Linked DNA regions of Zea mays: region 2 is linked to region 1. A link is a contact called in public Hi-C data. All regions are on one chromosome and are shown on one strand. Each heading gives the region's core, a stretch centred on a gene start, on an enhancer-like site or on the middle of the called end of the contact. The rest is flanking DNA. Distances are from core to core; before and after follow the strand shown.

Region 1 (5,595 bases), core at 864-3,363:
ACCTCCTGCCTCATCACGGTGTTTGTATATAAGATCAACTGCAGTGCCTACACGGTGGACGGAGTATTTGTATGATGTGAAGGTCACTATTCAGCATCGTCAGTATGAAATGGCTATGGCCTTCAAAGCTTTCTTTCTTGGTCACCGGACAGGGAAGAAATATTCTGCTCAAGCTCACAATTAGATACAAGACATAACTCAGATAAGAGCTTGTTCAACTTGCACTATAGTTCATTTGAGTATTTACCTATTATTGATCTCTTGAGTTGAAGCTAGGTTTCAAGTATCTCCTAAGGATTCGTATATGTGAAAACCAGGGATTCTCTTTTTTTTTTGCACTACAATCTGTGACGTTTTAATATTTGATGACTAGTTGTTCATGCATTGCTATTGTATTTGCATATCCCCTAGGTTTAAGAGCATTTCTAACAAGGTGACTCAATGATGTCTCAAATTTAAAATACTACATTTAAAGTGTTCAGGTCGCCAAAAACAAATTGTGCTTCAACATTTAAGCTTTAATCATGTATCTTAGGAAATAAATTATGTTATTAGAAAAAATGTTTAGAATGATGTAGAAAACAAGGATAGAGCCTTACTCCGAAATTTATAAAATAGGGCACTGTGTTGGAGCTGTTTTTACTGAGTTGCTCTATATTTTAAGGTAGGGTACTGATTTAAAGCACGGTTATAGATGCTTTAAATACAATATTTCAAATTTCCACATATTCTTAACATTTAACTGGAGATATCATGTGGAATATATGAATCAAGTATAAATGAAATTAGTCGCATGCAATTCCGGATTCTCATGAGAGATAATAAAAATATGATAATTATTTGCTAAGTTCAATGACCTAAGTCTTTTACTGCGTACTAAAAAATATTCGCTAGTTGAGTAGTTCCCGCATATTCAAAATTATTAGCTAGTTGAGTTGTTCCTGCATACGTCTAATGTCCTACGGCTGTTTATGCGAACTTGTCTGTGAAGACATTGTACATACAGAGAGATTCAGCTGTGTATTATTTGTTGTAGCTTCGAATGCGAGACGTATGGTTGCAGTCATTTTTATTGTAGTTAGTTTATATGATAAGGCGTTCATTCAGCTGTGTATTATCATTTATCCGGGCGATCAAAGCAATGCAGCATTGCGCGCATGTGTTTAGGGGGCGCTTGCATGAAGTCTTGCGTGCGCACTGCATGCGTGTGTGAAGGGACGGAGGACTACATCTTTATTTTGCAGGATAAGATACTTTTTGCTATAGTCTGGTCCTGTTTGGTTCTTCTAGAACTAATCGTTAGCCTCTAAAATTAGATATAGAGGTTTTAAACACTCACAATTGTCAGCTATTTAACAATTAGTTCATTAACTCGTTAACTGGATTAATCTAGCTATTAGCAATTTGTTAGCTGGCTAACTATTAGCTCTTGGTTCCAAACATAGGCCTTAATTTGAGCTTTCTCCTTTGGGTGAGTTTATTCTTAATGCCTCCTTAAATTTCCCTCTTCTCAAAATCAAAAAATGTATTTACTTTCCAGATGTTTTCCCCTCCTTTTCAAATTAAAGATGTTTTGACTTTCCAGATTTTGGTATGCTTGTAGTTAAATCTACACTGTAGATAAAGAAATGTTTGTGGAGAAGTAAAAATCCCTTATTTGGTCGTCATGGTAAATGGCTGCGGTGGACATGTGCAGTCTCTGGCGACTGATGTTCAGTGATCTTGCTGTTCTATTGTTTGTATATTCGTGTCGGATTGTTAATTCTGAGCAGCCATTGTTTGCAAATTTTTTTGGAGGCTTCACCACATCCATTATCAATCAATAACTCGATTTTGCTCTACGAAGGTATATGTCAATTATCAATAACTCGATTTTTTACTGGTTATTAGATAGTCTTGTTGCATTCTGAAGACCACTGATTGCTGCCATTTGTAACTAGTACTGTTAACCAAGGCGCGTAGAAAATTGTTTGTGTGACCTAATTCTACAAAAAAAAAAATTAAACAAAATTTAAAATTTGTTTTAGATTTTGATCAGCGTTGAAATTTACACACGCCATTAGCCCTGTTTGTCTCCTAACTGTGGATCTTGTCTCAACACGGTGAGGCCCTCACTGGACTGTCCAATACAGCCTTTGACGGAAGGTGGTTCGACTCCACCCAGATCCTTTAGTCTGTATTCTGTGATTCAACCGATTTAAATACATAATACGAGATAGTATTGGGGATTTGAATAGAACTGACTCAATAATTAGCTGCTGTATCCAAAACCCTGCCTTCCATGAAAGAGTACTCGACCTGTTGGGTACATTTTGATCATTTACATTTTATTCCATTTTTGTTCCAAAATTGCTTTATTTTAGTTTCTATATTTAGCAATTTATATACTAAAAAGGAATAAAATGAAGGGACTAAACATTAGTCCCTAGAAACCAAACACCCACTATACCCGGTCAACGGGTCCGAGTGGGGGTGTGCTGATACTCGAATATCTATCAGGGTCGTATCGTATGGAAAGGTATAGATTTGAGAAACTCTTTCTCCATTTGGTATGGATAAACTCTTTCTCCATTTGGTATGGATACGAGAAAGTAGAATCTGAACATGATGATTACCCATAGATAATATCTATCTAGTAAAATTATATATGCAACCCAATAGACAATAAGCCCAACAATTAACTCTAACTCTCCCAACCTTTTTAAGCACCCATCCACCCAACCCAAGAGTATAGCCACCAGCCGCTCTGCCCACCTCTTTTGTGTGGTTAAACAATATTTTCTTGTTAGATAACATATTTATTTGTGATGTATTGTTGTTGGGTATCTTGATGTCATATAAAATATAATATGGTCATGCTTTTTATATAAGAATGAGAATTTATTGGGACTCGATACACGAATGAGGATGGGTATGGGTTATGGAGATGGAGATAGCTATAGCTTCATGTGGATGGGTATGAGATATCTAAACCCGGTGTGGAATTCCTCATTGACATTTCTAGTCCCGAGTGAGGCCTAGACATGACCTGCTAGGTTAATAATCTGTCGGGGTGACCCAATGGGCCTAACGGGCTTAAAACAATATATAATGTTCAAATGACAAAAATATGCTATATATACACACACAAGGGTTTAAACCATAGTCGTTAGCTCTAAATACTTATTTACACCTATATAATATAACCGACAAACAAATATGTTTCTTATGTTTTATACTCATCTAGTATACTAGAAAAGAATGCGCCCTACCGAGCGCTAGACAGTCCATGCAAGTATAAAATAAAATACCACCAATATCACAAAAACTTCTTATTGGTTCCAAAGAGTAATGCCACCAATATTTTATTGCGTCTACTGATGAACATGAAGAGACAATTTCAGTAAATGGGACTAAATGTGAGGAACAATAGGGTACATACAAGATTAATTATATTACATAATGTAGTTTTAGCTACCTTTTTTCTTATTAGTCATTACTTATTTTGCTCCCTCTTTCTCGCTCTAAGAGTGCCTCTCTGAACACTTGTTCATTGTTTCAAACCATGGTCCATGAAGTTTATACTGATGGTGAAATGTTGCAGCATGTACAACAAATATCTAGTTCACCAGTTCCCGGTGGCCACTCCACATTTACTATATTAACAGCGGGAGCAACTCCGACACAAGATTAGGCCACGTCATCTTAAATAACGGCAGCCGTCTGATGGAAATCCAACGCTTCATACGAATCTTGAATAGTAAGTGGAGAACATCCAGGAAACATCCAGATTCAGACAGAAGGAAATGGTTTTCCTTGCTTCCTCCGCCCGTGTAGCTGAGCGATACAGTATTGAAGCAAAGCAAATTTCTTTCTTGAAACCTCCTTTTCTCCAATCCCTTCGCACAGGCGACGGACGACTCGGCTACCGCCGCCGCCGCTACGCCAGCTTCCCAGCGACTTCTCCCAGCGACTTCTCAGCATTCAGGTATGCCTATCCTTCGCCTCCTCAAGATGTAGCAAGCATCTTCCCTCCCCTTTGCTTTCTCAAACACATCAGAGCCACAACGCAAGCATACAGGCATTTTTTTTCCCCGAGCGGCATTCATCCTCCGTCTGCCGTCGAGTCCCCTACACCACTGCTAGCATTTTCTAGAGAGCACGGAACAAAATGGTCGTATTCGGTTAGGGTTTAGAGACCACTGTTGGGGTTTTCTGCAATAGATATCTAGCCTATCCCAACTTTATTGGATTATAATCTTTGTTGTTGCTGATGATAAAAACGTTAGATGGATTATAATCTTTGTTGTTGCTGTTAATATACTCCCGCTATTAATATAGTAAATTGCTGTGACAGTAAGGTGTCTTTCTTGCCATTGTTCTATTAGCACACATAATTTCTTGAATAATTTCTTGGGTATGTATTGTAGTTGTACAACAGCCAGGAAATCTCGTATGAGATGTACATTAGGTTTAATTTTATTTTATTCTCTACTGACTTTTGTGTTCGAAATAATTACGTTAGCTTTCACTTCATCTATTTCTTCTGATAATTATGTATTTGGAATTGTTCCGCCTATTAGCCACAAAGATTAGTATACTCTCGAATCTATGACAGCAGAACAAATACAAAAAAAAAGAGGGGAAAAATCAGTTGAGCCCATTGGTTCTTCTGAAATAGATGAACTGAATCAATGCATTCAAAACAATTGGTTCTTCTGAATAATACCACACTTCATTCCAAGTTGTGCCGGTGCCACTGATTACATAGTTGTTGTTTTTTTTTTGAAAAAAAATAAGTAAAAGTAATTTTGCAGTTCTGCTATTTCATAGGAGATTGACAACTTTGGTGACCTTTACTGTAAAATGATATTTATAACCGCGTATAAAAGAAATATGTAAATAATATGTGTCATATTAAATCTGTCTTTCTACTGCACTCTCCCTAGGTTATCAGACACCATGTTTAATATAAAAAATGTCTAAAACTGTATATGTTGTTCCATCAAAAAATATTTATTTACGTATATCTTTTTTTTTATTCGTAACCCCTCTCAAACTATATAACAGAAAATTGAAATATTTACTTGATTCCCTCCACCGTGCTTACAATTTAGTTTTTTTATTCTCTTCCTCCCTTTGCCATTACAATTGAATGCAGACTGAATGTCGGATTCAGTAGTGTTATGAACTAGGATCCTTCATCTACAACTATATGGGCTATTCAGTCATATAGTTTTGTACACTCATATAGACATACACCATGTTTAGTATAAAAATGTCTAGAACTGTATATGTTGTTCAATAAAAAAATATTTATTTACGTATTTTTTTAATTTGTAACCCCTCTCAAACTGTATGACATAAAACTGAAATTTTTGTTTCCTATTTTTTGACAATCACTTACTGTTTGCAGTCTTCAGAGGTCTGCTTGGAATCTTCGGAGGTCAAATTAGATACGCTACAACTTCTGACCGAAGAATATAATTTCCAGGAAAAAACTGAGTTACAGCATAAAAAGGTAATATCCAATAAATACTTTGCCTATTGACATAAGATTTTCCCCCTACCTTCGTCATTGCAATTGAATGGAAGCTGAATTTATTCCTAACAATT
Region 2 (6,013 bases), core at 624-3,123, 330 kb before region 1:
CCTCCTTTTTTCCTTGGTCGCCCGGCAACATCGATCTTTCGTGTCCATGCACGTTCATGGTGCCGCGAGAGACATCAGTAAGACATCTTTCCCGGGCTCTGCTGCTGTTCTATTCTCTCCCACCTTTTTAGCCTGTTTATTTATATATAGTCTCCAGCCACACCACACGGTTGCCGACATGTCGTCTAGTCCAGCGAGATCAGATCAGATCAACGTCAAATCAAACATTAACAAAGTACTGTTTGATTGCTCGCAGAAAGCAGGGCCAGGGGTGAACAGCAAGTGGCTTTCGCCTCGGACAGGGAAAACACAGTTTATGCACACGTACTCTCTCAGGCCTAATAAACTAGTCGTCGCTTCTCTCTCTCTCTCTCTCTCTCTCTCTCTCTCTCTCTCTCTCTCTCTCTCTCTCTCTCTCTCTCTCTCTGAATTGTGCAGCCTATACGATCGTATGTATGTAGGGTGGGAGGTAAGCATCGTCGCAAGGGCCAAGGACGTACGACCGTGCATGGGGTCCGGTCATAGGAAATGATGCGAATAAAGATGTGTGCCATCCATATGCATGCATGCCTCCCTTTTCCACTCAAAGGCTTTCCGTTCGTCGGCCATCGTCCTCCCTACGCATGGCACTGTGCGAGCTTTTTTCTCGATGTCCATGCGCAATTTTTAGTGCAATAGTACAGGCACTGTGTAATCATGCATGCTGCACGGAGTATAGAATATGCATGCATGTATCTAGGGAGGGAGACGCGGAGAAGCAAAGGCGAACAGTGCAGGCGAGGAAATTAAAGCCCGTCGTGGAGACTCGAGACTAGATAACCGAAGCAAGAACAAAAAAAAAGAGCGACAACAAAGTTCCACCAGCTGTTTGGAGCCTTGGAACAGAACTAGCTAGTGAGCAATCAGCATGGACCTTGCGGTCTACAATTTAAGGAAAACCAAGTATTATTAGCACTGTGTTTTCTCTACGTTATCGTTACTCTTAAACCTTAGCTTGCTGGAGAAGAATTAAAAGGTACAGAATTTGGGTCCGAGGTCGTCCGATCGAGCCTGAGTCCATGTCGGCAGATTTCTGGCATTTTGTCCGCAAAATTTCTGTGCAAGTACCATGATTAGTGGAGGTTCACGATCGCCCCTCCGATGGAACAGTGGACAGTGTGCCAATGCAAGGAACAAAACTGGCGCGAGGACCGGCACAGTCCCTGCCTGTAGGTGGATCGAGAGAGGTTCGACGAGATCGAAGAGACCGCTCCTCCCCAAGCTCCCAACGTACCAGTGGACACAGAGGCCCAGGCCCCCGGCCCAGCGCGCGCGATCGCTCAATCACGTACGCGTCCACTGTGCCACTGTACGTACTTACCAGTTAAGTTGCAGCCAATCCGACCCGTCCGCCGTCGTTGGGTGATCTCCACCGTATGCTACAGCTATGCACAGCGCCCGGCCTTAATTGTGGACGGAGCTTGGACTTGGACACCACGAGAGGGCCCCCCAGAGAGCCCAATGATTCGCAGGTCCGGTACGTAGCTCTCGGCTGGCTCATACGGGGCTAAAGGCGCTGCCATGCCTCCGCAAGATCTGCAGCCTCCTCGATTTGATACCCCCCCGATCTGGCCCGGGACAGGGACGTCGTGAGCCCCGAGCCGTACGGCCGGCGTGGCGTGGCGTGGCCAAGCGCCCTCCCTCCCTGACCCCCTCCGTGGAGACGGAGGGAGGGGCTGCTGCCGCGTCGCTTTCGCCGGCGCACACGTCGGGGTCGCCGCGCCTGTTCATTCGCTGGCACGCCGCGCACTCGTCCTGCTGGCCTGGACTGGACCCCCCTCCCGCGCGGCGCGGGAGGGAGGATCTGGCTCGGCGCGTGCTCGCGCGCACGGTTGGGCAGGGACAGGGAGGGAAAAAGAAATGCGCGCGACGCGCCGGCGTGTCCGGTCCGGTCCGGTCTCACCTAGCTCACGTGCGTGCGTCACCGAGTGCGTGCGCGCGTGACGGCGACGCGCCCGGCCCGGACCCGGAGAGAGCGACGCGGATATGGGGAGCCATGCGACCGACGCATAGCGGCAACTTTGTTAACTAGTGCTCCGCGGCCACCTCGCGCGCAACTTGCTTTGCCCGCACCGCGGCCTGTGTCAGCTTCTCCTCCATGCATCCATCGGTCGGTCGGTCATCTCGTTAGGTTCCATCCGGGCCTGTCCGTCAGCTAGATCTGCGGATGGGATCAACCCGTCAGGTCGTGGAGCAGTAATGGTTGGTTAGGCGGCCTCGTGCTCATGCTCGTGCTACAGCTACAGCACCACCAGAGAGGATGGATGCACGCGTCATGGGGGCGAGTGACCGAGGAAAGAGAACTAACTCGTTTAGCATGGAACTCTCTGGTTGTGCTGTTGACTTCCAACACCTTATCATTGGAAACGCGTTTCCATCATGCTCAGACCGAGCCAAAGCCGATCAGAACAAACAACTGTACACCATGCACCACGCTCCAGTGCAGCGCCTGCCTGCCTCCTCTACACCTGCACGCGCGCGGCTGCCGCGTGCAGAGGAGCAGCGATCCGCATGGAGAAAAGGGTCCAAGTTCCCTTGCGTTGCGTGAAATACTGAAATGACCATCACGGCCCACGACCCTGCTGCCACGGACGGACCACCACAGTCTACAGCACCAGCAGTTCGCAGGAGTTGTATATTGTTGACCAGGGTCCAGCCAGGGATGCGTGCGTCCATCCTGTTGCAAGGCTCGCCGATTGCTACTCTCAAGTTATGTCAGTGCACATCTGATTTGCCGTCCTGCGACTGCGAGTGGATACAAATTGGATCCGGAGCCGCTCCGTTCTCACGAATTGGGATGGAGTCCTGCCATTCTAACCGTTTCGGATTGATTGGTTGCCCACATTGTCTTATCCTGAATCACCACATACATTGATTTTGTCTGAACATCTGTATAGTTACCTGCTGCACGTAAGGAAAATGGATTTTTTTTATAATGGAAACATGAGTTCCGGCTTTAGCATGGTAATGCGTACAGCCAACACAAGACAATTATTACATCCGAAAAACGTTGCATAGAAAATGAAACTAACTTAAAGAAGCAAAATCACGAGAATGTAGGTAACTCTAGCCATCCTCAATTCTTGCATTTGAGCGCCATCCATGATTTGCAAAGACTTCCATCGCCACCACTTCCAACGCTTGACAGACATCGAGGATTTGTTGATGTGATTCCTCCTTCTGTAGAAGTCTCCAGAATCTGAACCATTAAGTACCTCTGAAAATGACCTGCAGAATTGATGGTATTGGTTTATGATTAAAAGCAACTTCATTTCGACTAAGCCAAATAGACCAAAATAAAGCTGAGATTCCAGAGAGTAATAATTTTTTGTATCCTGGACTCATATTGCTTCCCCAAGACCCAATAATGTGATTAATGCTAACGGGCCTGTCTATCTTTAAGGCATAGTAAATTAATCTCCATATGTTACTGGCCATATAGCAGTCAAAAAAGATATGATGAATACTCTCATTTCGGTTGCAAAAGCTACAAGTCAAGCTGCCTTTCCAGCGTCTTTTGGCTAGGTTATCTTTAGTAAGGATCGCTCCCCGACATAAATTCCACAAAAAAAACTTTTATTTTCAAGGGGAGCTTAAGTTTCCAGAGCTTTTTATTCCGTTCATCGTTGGGATTATTCATCAAACAATGGTACATAGATTGGACTGAGAAAATTCCATCCTTATGACCATCCCAAACAAATTTGTCGCTAGACAGATTCAAAGTAACATTAGATAGCAAGTTTAACATGTTGTGCCATTCCATCAATTTAATCCCCCTAATTATTCGGCAAAAAGATAAATTAAGATTCGTAGCTGAAAAAACGTCTACCACTAATACTGATTTATTCCGCACTATATTAAATAGATTCGGAAATTGCTCACAAAGAGACCGACTGGTTAGCCATTTATCCTTCCAAAATCTGATAGTTTGACCATTCCTCGCTTCGAAGCGCCCCCATCTGAGAAATTGATCCTTAGTATTCATTAAACCTGACCAGAAATGAGAATCGCCCGGTCTTCTAGATATTTGAGTAAGGGATTTAACTCTTAGGTATTTATTTTTAAGTAATTGTTGCCACATCCCATCCTCATTGAATAATTTGAAGAGCCATTTGCTGAGTAAGCTGATGTTTTTAACAGCCAGATTAGAGACACCTAAACCACCTATCGCTTTGGGTTGACAAACAACATTCCATCTAGCAAGCCTATACTTTCTTTTACTGCCTCCTCCCTGCCAGAAGAATCTGGAACGGATCGCATCCAATTTCTTCAAGACGCCTGCCGGAATCTCGAAAAAAGACAACATAAATATAGGAAGACTACTCAACACAGAATTGAGTAAGACCAGTCGACCACCTGACGATAGAAATTTAGCCTTCCAAGTACTAAGTCTCCTTTCAAACCGGTCAATCACACCTTGCCAGTCACTATTTCTCAATCTTCTATGAGTCATAGGAATCCCGAGATATTTGAAAGGCATTGTCCCAATTCCACACCCGAATAAGTGAGAGTATTGCACTTCATATTCCTTCGCCAACCCATAGCAGAATAACTCACTTTTATGAAAATTTGTTTTTAGTCCTGACATTTGCTCAAAAAGTGTCAAAAGAAGTTTGACGTTCCGAGCATGCCCCAGATTATGGTCTAGGAAAACCACCGTATCATCAACATACTGAAGGATAGACAATCCCTCCGGAATCAAATGCGGGACAATTCCTTTGAACAGATTCACCTCTTTTGCTCTTGCAAATAGAATTGCTAACATATCTACAACAATATTGAATAATATTGGCGATAAAGGGTCCCCTTGACGAAGGCCCTTGAAAGTACTGAAAAATGGACCTCGTCCATCGTTCACTTTAACTCTAACATGGCCTCCTGAGACTATTGTTTGGATCCAAGCACACCAGGAAGGGAAGAAACCCTTCATACGCAACGCTTGCTGGAGAAACTCCCATTTGACTTTATCATAGGCCTTCTCAAAGTCTAATTTAAGAATAACCCCATCTAATTTTTTCCTCTGTAATTCATGAATTGATTCATGGAGAATAATAACCCCTTCAAGAATATTTCGACCAGGCATAAAGGCTGTCTGAGAGGGACTGACTATTTTGTCAGCCACTAGACCTATTCTATTTGTGAGAACTTTAGTTATGATTTTGAACGAAACATTAAGCAAGCAAATAGGTCTATAATCCTGGATTTTATTTGCGTTATCCTTCTTTGGAATTAGAGTAATTACTCCAAAATTTAAACTGTGAACCGGAAGGGAATTTTGATGAAAGTCCACAAACAACGCAAACAGATCATCCTTAATAACTTCCCGGAAAACTTGATAAAACTCTGCTGGAAAGCCATCCGGTCCAGGAGCTTTATTATGCTCCATACTAAATACCACCTTTTTAACTTCCTCTATAGTAAACTCAGCGGTTAGAATTTCATTCTCTACATCCGAGACTTGAGGAATGTCTTGGATAATAGATTCATTAAGTTTGGTCGATGATATGTCTGGCTTCCCAAAGAGGTTTTTGTAATACCTTGTTATATGGTTTTTAAGTTCTTCCTCATCAGTTATACAACCACGATTCTCATCCTCCAAAGAATAAATCCGCTGTCTTCGATGCTTGCCGTTGGCCACTAAATGGAAATATTTTGTATTATCATCCCCTTCGAGAAGATGCTTGACCTTGGCCCTCTGGAAGAGACGAACTTCTTCCTCTCTCAAAATATTGGCAAGCCTATCATTGGCAAAAGATTTAGAATCCAACTCGTTAGGCGATAAGCAAGAAAACTCCGCCTTTTTATCGTGTTCATCAATTAGTTTTAAAAGTTGTTGTTTCTCCTTTTTTACTAACCCCGCTGAGTTCTTTGCCCACCCCCTTAAATATTGTCGAAGGGACCTAATCTTGTTTTGCCATATCTGAATGGCGGTTTCACCTCTCTTTTCTTGTTGCCAAATGAAAGAAACCATATC

The links. A called contact is a pair of places that touch in the nucleus more often than the background predicts.
Region 2: a Hi-C map of leaf shows a contact between it and region 1, with 6 times the contacts expected there. The contact joins two enhancer-like sites. A contact is called at or near these places in 5 of 25 Hi-C or Micro-C datasets (bundle sheath, ear, leaf and 1 more).

Annotation. Positions count from the first base shown.
Region 1 is chr1:30,329,884-30,335,478 of Zm-B73-REFERENCE-NAM-5.0, reverse strand. It overlaps the pseudogene LOC109461481. Among protein-coding and RNA genes, the nearest start is that of LOC103633216, 8.4 kb to the right of the region's middle. Within about 2 kb of position 2,113, at least 1 of the 20 cell types and tissues checked has an H3K27ac peak or open chromatin away from gene starts, as enhancers often do. A contact at or near this core is called in leaf, where this site is marked.
Region 2 is chr1:30,654,326-30,660,338 of Zm-B73-REFERENCE-NAM-5.0, reverse strand. No RefSeq gene overlaps it. Among protein-coding and RNA genes, the nearest start is that of LOC100278274, 19 kb to the left of the region's middle. Within about 2 kb of position 1,873, at least 19 of the 20 cell types and tissues checked have an H3K27ac peak or open chromatin away from gene starts, as enhancers often do. A contact at or near this core is called in leaf, where this site is marked.